Linked DNA regions of Mus musculus: region 2 is linked to region 1. The links are chromatin contacts, called in public promoter capture Hi-C maps. All regions are on one chromosome and are shown on one strand. The core of a region is the stretch at or near the end of the contact, and the rest is flanking DNA. Distances in the headings are between cores, read along the strand shown. Region 1 holds the start of Morn1 (MORN repeat containing 1). Region 2 has its middle 16 kb from the start of Gabrd.

Region 1 (2,700 bases), core at 49-2,548:
CTTCCCTCTCTGGGCCCCTCTCACCTTTGGGGGTGGGGTGGGAAATGATCATCTTGGATCATCCCCAGCCCTTTCTCTATGTTCTACCTCCACCGCAACCAGTTCCCCAACACACAACCTGGATCTAAGGGGCTGAGTATGGGTTTACTGATGCTCTTCTGAGCACCTTAATGAGGGTTAAAAAAAAAAAAAAAACTCACATCAAAAAAACAGGCAGTTCCAAGACGTATAACTAGTCTCTAAGTCTTCCCCCCGCCCCCAACAGGGTTGCTCCATGTAGACCAGGCTAGCCTCAAACTCACAGCCTCTGCCTCACATAAAGGCGTGCACCACCACCTCCTGGATAGTATCTGTTATTAAGAACTAAGAAAGAAAAGCCACTGGGGGTTCTCAATGTGGAAGTATGAAGCCCTCTTGCACTGATACCCTGCTAAGGGAGACAATGTAGCCTTATCTGCTCCACGCTGGAAGTACAGCCTGGAGGGCTGGACATTTTACTGCCTTAATGTCACCATATAATCTAGACCCATTTAACCAGCACCCCTTCGATCCATTCAGTAACTGTCTTCGCGCTCGGGCTTAATTCCTACACGTGTGCCCCGAAACTGAACACGGTAGTGGGGTAGCAAGAGGACACCTAACACATGCCGCCTGGATCTGTGCAGGCAACAACAGGCCACCTTCCTCCACGACCTGGGGCCGGGGGGTCGGGGCGGCGCGCGAGCCGCGGCGGGCAGCGCTCAGCAGTCCCCTCGCGCACCCCTCTCGGAGATCGGCCCGCCCCTGGCAACCCCTCGCCAGGCTCAAAGGCGCTGCCCGGCCCCGCCCGCCCGCCGCCCGCCGGCTCGCCCGTGGCCTTGACAGCCCAGAGGAAGGCGGTGGTGTGCCGCCCGACCAGGTCCGCGCCACCAGCCCACCCCCAGCACCTCGCAGCTCCGGTGCAGCCGAGCCGCGGTCTCCCTCACGGCTGCGGAAGGAGGATGGCGGGCAGGGCGGCCGCCAGAGCTCGGCTCCGGATCCGGGAAGCTGCACAGGCACTTCCGTTCCGTCCCGCGGCGCCTCCAGCCGCCAAGATGGCCGCGGGGCGGGGCCCAAGCTCCAACCATTTCCGCTTCCGGTATGGACGCAGAGGCCGTTGGCGGGAGCGCTTCCCGGCGGAAGGACGGGGTTGGCGGAAACGTGCCGTGGTGCACAGGCGCATTGACGTCCTCAGGCTCCGGATCCGGCGCCGCTGCTTCGGATGTTATGGTCTCCTGGCCACGCCCCATGGCAACCGGAGGCCAATGGAAGGCAGCTTTATGGTTGCTAGGGAAACTTTGGCGGCAAGATGGAGGCAGCTGGCGATCCCTACCAGGCTTCGCTCCAGCCGCGTCGGCACTCGCCGAGACTGCCGCCGCGAAACGGTACGGGCTGCGTCTCCCCGCTGGAGCTCCGTCGCGTTCGCGTGCTCCACAGGCGTGGTCCAGGCTGCAGGCTCACGGCCAGCCGACCCTGCGTCAGGGGGGGCAGGTAGAGCTGAGGTCAGGCTGGCTGGGTGAGCACACGAGGTTCGCCCAATGCAGTCTGATGAAAAGTTGTTCTAAAACCGGAGAAACAGGATCGATATGAGGTCAGAGTCCATGCTAGTGCCACTGTCTTCCCGTCCCAGGCTGCGACTTGCTGGCAAGAAAGCAGTGGGGTTGCTTATCCATCTCAGGAACTGAGAGATGGGTGTTGGGTGTGATGTCTCAGAGCTGGCTGCGTGATAAAAGATGAGGCAGCCAGGAGTAATTAGGAGTGAGTGTGGATTTTTGTCCCGTGGGGACAGGAGGATAGTGACGGTCCTGGCAGGGTGGGCTCTTTGCTGTATCCTCACGGAGCTTGTTGACTGCTTCCGTGCCCTCACCGCCTCCTCTTAAAGAGCCTACAATCAGCTTTTGTCTTAGCCCTCCTCTGGCCAGGCCTGCCTTTCCCTCAGTACTATCCATGTAACAAAACCCAAGCAAGGGAGAGGGAGCACCCATCTTGAGCAATTAACCATCCTGTCATGTTCAAGAGACTGATGAGAAATGACCTGCAGACTACTCCAGACCCTGAGCTGCCCCATCTCTGTGTCTGTTGATGGCAAACCATTGCTATGTTCATCTTCTTTTCCGAACACAGGCTATGGCGTATATGTATACCCAAATTCTTTCTTCCGCTATGAAGGAGAATGGAAGGGAGGCAAGAAACACGGTAAGAAGCCTGTGATCATTGCAGAGCTCATTCCAGAGCCAGATTCCTGAGAAAAGGTGTGGGAGGCAGTCAGTCTTGTACCAAGCATAGCCTGGTACTGCGCCTGCACACTGGGACTACCACTTGGACCCAGTCATGGTGGAACCAATGTAAGACCAATTCTTGTAGGCTTGGAGGTCATCACATGCTGGTGGGTGGTGGAACTATTGGTGGGAGGGAAAGAGTGGGGCAGTAGACCCAGAGTGTCACACACAAACACCATCATGGCGTCCTGCATGCTTGTTATTGGACATCCAGGCCTCTAATCATCAGCCTTAGTGTCTCTGTATTCAAAAAAAAAAAAAAAAAAAAAAAAGGTAAACATGGGCACGAAAGAACCCTGTTCTCTCGTGTCTGTGAGCATTCCAGTTTATAGAATATACCACCAGACAAAGGCCAGGCGATGTGGAGGTTTTGCTGTGAGACATTATTGAATCTGTTGATTCC
Region 2 (2,913 bases), core at 357-2,856, 300 kb after region 1:
ACTCAGAACCCATGGAAGAGCAGTCAGTGCTCTCAACCTCTAAGCCATCTCTCTAGCCCCTTATCCAAAAGATTTCTAACTAGACTTTTAATTGGTTGCTATTACAGGATTATTGGTCCCTAGCTACTGAGCCAGACCCAGGACTCCCTATTATACCCTGATGGTCAAGGTAAAGTTTGCCCCAAGTATTTTAATGCCTTCGTTCATCAGGAAGTAGTCTAATGATAGCATCATCCCCCTTTCCTGATCCCTTATTGTTTATCGATAATAAACAAAATGGGGGAGGCCCTTCAGTCATGCAAGTGGCCAGGCCCCTCTCCCAAGTACCTGCAACCATCAGGTTCCACCCATAGAACACTCCAATTGCCCTAACAGCTGGACAGAGTAAAAAGCCTAAACTCAGGACTTGAAATCCCACCAATCCCTACCCTGGAAAGCTCTGCCCCACAAGAAATCCCCCATAATCTTATCTTCTGATTAGCTCTCTGCTGCTTCTCACCCGAGCAGAGGCAGCCACCCTACTGACTCTTCCTTCCCAATAAATATGCTGTGGGAGGTTTATTGTGTAGTGTAGCTTTGTGGTATTCCTTGGCTGTTAACCGCCAGGATGGATACCTTTTCCATTAGAGCTTAACACACAGGCTATTGTTTCCTCCACCTGTGAAACAAAGTTTACAGTAAAAGAAGTCAAGTCAGAGTCTCTGTGGTTTGGGGTTAACATGTGAACCTCACAAAGGCTGGGAAGGAAAGTTCTGGATCTCAGGGGGCTTACTACTGGAGATTCCCTTGGGCATACAGTTGCCCAGTGACTGCTGTGTGGTCAAGATGACCAAGACCAGCACCTGGAAGGGCATGGGTCACTGCATCAGAGGCACCTAAGCCTTGAAGTTGATAGAGGAGCAGATTCATGCAGGTATGGACTCACTCCTTGGGGCTACTACAGATGAAGGAATAGCTAAGCTCATTTCATCAACCTCTCATTGTCTTTTTTGGTGGCTGTTGCTACAATGTTGCTACCATGACAGTTGCTACAATGACAGCTACATAGGCATCACAAGTGGACTTAATGTGAAGCCTAAGTGTATGCAAGCAGTATTAATGGCTGAGTCGGAGATGACCCTGGTTGGCCCTAGTTGTTAAGTCGAAGGAGACAGGTCTTGCTTTCCGGTAATACCATGACCCTGGAAATGCTCACTCAGCTTGAAAGCTTTAGGGACCTGGGGCCAGTTGTTCACTGGGCGTGGTTCGAGATGATGAATAGATATACACACGTACATACACAGTGGGATGCCCACTCCTTGCTCTGGGTCACAAAACACATTCCCTGCTCTTTCTCTTTCCCATTCTCTCCCTGCACCATACTCTCCTGCTTCTGGGGTTGCCATCTGGGCTGAGCTGAACAACTTCCCCCTAGGACGCTTCACACCCAGAATCTCAGAATGTGGCTTACTTGGAAATAGGGTTCTTGCAGATATAATTGGCTAAGATGAGCCACGCTCCAGTTTGCAGGTGTTTGTGTAAGAAGAGAAGGGACAGAAGCCAAGCGTGTGATAATGGACACAGAGGTCAGGGCAATAAATCTTAAATCCCAGTAGTGCAGGCCACCCAGGAAGCAGAGGGAGGTCGGGGTAAAATTTTCCCTGGAGCCAGTCTGCCTACTCCTAGGCTCATGACTTCTGGTCTCCATAGCTCTGATAGAACAGTTTGTAGCCCTAGAAAATAGGAACCCTGACCCCAGACCTGTCTCAGCTCTTTTGATACCCTGCATATCTTCTCACCTTGAGTCTGGGAGATTGTCCTGTCCTTGCTGCCAGAGAAAAACAGGGCTGTCTCCTGACATCCAGGCCCAGCCTCAGGGAGGTACAGTCCACATTCAAAGCATGCACTCCAGCCCAGGACAAAGAGGAGGGCACTCTCAGTTCCAAGAGCTGTCCCTGCTAGGATGAAAAGCCCCCTGCCTGTCACCCTTTGTCCCTGGTGCCATTGCAGGCAGGAGGCACTGACATCCTCTTTCCAAGCTGGCTCTTCTCAGCTGCAGCCCTTGATCCACCCCTAGCCTTCAGTCAGCTCCTGTCCTCACCACTGGAACAGAAACTGGTGTTTGAAAAGCATCAATCCTTCCTGTCCTTCCTCCTGCCCTGTAAACATGTGGGCAGAAATAGAAGCCTGCAGGCTGAGGGAGTGATTGCTGGTTGCAGAATCAGGCGAAGGCTGCTGCCCGGGTGGGCCTGGCTGCGTGGGAGCCCAAGGCAATCGCAAAGGCCGCTTTAAATAGCTCCCCGTGGGTACATGCAGCAGAAAGAGGGCAGACTGCAGGCGGCAAGAGGCAGGGCAGAGGCGGGTGCTGAAGCTAGCAGGTTGTGTAGTCGGAGGGGTGTTAGGCTGCTGGCCTCTGGGTCCAGGTGAATTCAGCAGCTCTGAAAACTTGAACCCACCAGCTCCTCCCCCAAAGGCCCAGAGAGCTGGAGCTGACCCTGCTCTCCTGGGAGTGGAACCTAGACTGCACTAATGGAAAGATGTAGCATTAGGTTGTCTTGACTAACTACATTGTGCCCTATGTGGGGACACAATGTGTCCCCATCCCCAGGTAACTCTTTGAACCAGTGGAGGTGGAAACAGTAACCATGTAGGAAGACTGAAGAACGGACATAAAGAGATGAAGAAAAAGTCCCAGCCCCTGGGCTCGAGAAGGGACATTCCTGTCCTGTGGCGTCCCAAGGTGGTTGGGTTTGTTCTGCCTCTCCTGTTGTCAGGAACTGGAGCCCCAGCTGACCCAGATCTGCCTTTGCTTGGCCACCTGCTCCCTGCTGGCTCCTAGACACATTCTATCATTGCAGTTCCTGATCATACCAGGATCCAGTGCTTCCACCCTCTGGATGTCCTGTAAAGCCACACAACCTCATCTTTTAGCAC

What was found. Promoter capture Hi-C pulls out the DNA fragments that hold promoters and counts their contacts.
Region 2: a promoter capture Hi-C map of hippocampal neurons shows a contact between it and region 1, with 5 times the contacts expected there. The contact joins the enhancer-like site here to the promoter of Morn1 in region 1. A contact is called at or near these places in 5 of 39 promoter capture datasets (frontonasal cranial neural crest, hippocampal neurons, liver and 1 more) and 2 of 484 Hi-C or Micro-C datasets (both in cerebellum).

The regions. Positions count from the first base shown.
Region 1 is chr4:155,085,279-155,087,978 of GRCm38.p6, forward strand. It overlaps Morn1 (MORN repeat containing 1), which reads left to right and starts at 1,299. Exons shown (of 14, transcript NM_001081100.1): 1 at 1,299-1,403; 2 at 2,143-2,214. The coding sequence starts at 1,328. Rer1 (retention in endoplasmic reticulum sorting receptor 1) reads right to left here and starts at 1,075. Exons shown (of 7, transcript NM_026395.2): 1 at 927-1,075.
Region 2 is chr4:155,380,740-155,383,652 of GRCm38.p6, forward strand. No RefSeq gene overlaps it. Among named protein-coding and RNA genes, the nearest start is that of Gabrd, 16 kb to the right of the region's middle. Within about 2 kb of position 1,607, at least 28 of the 459 cell types and tissues checked have an H3K27ac peak or open chromatin away from gene starts, as enhancers often do. A contact at or near this core is called in cerebellum and hippocampal neurons, where this site is marked.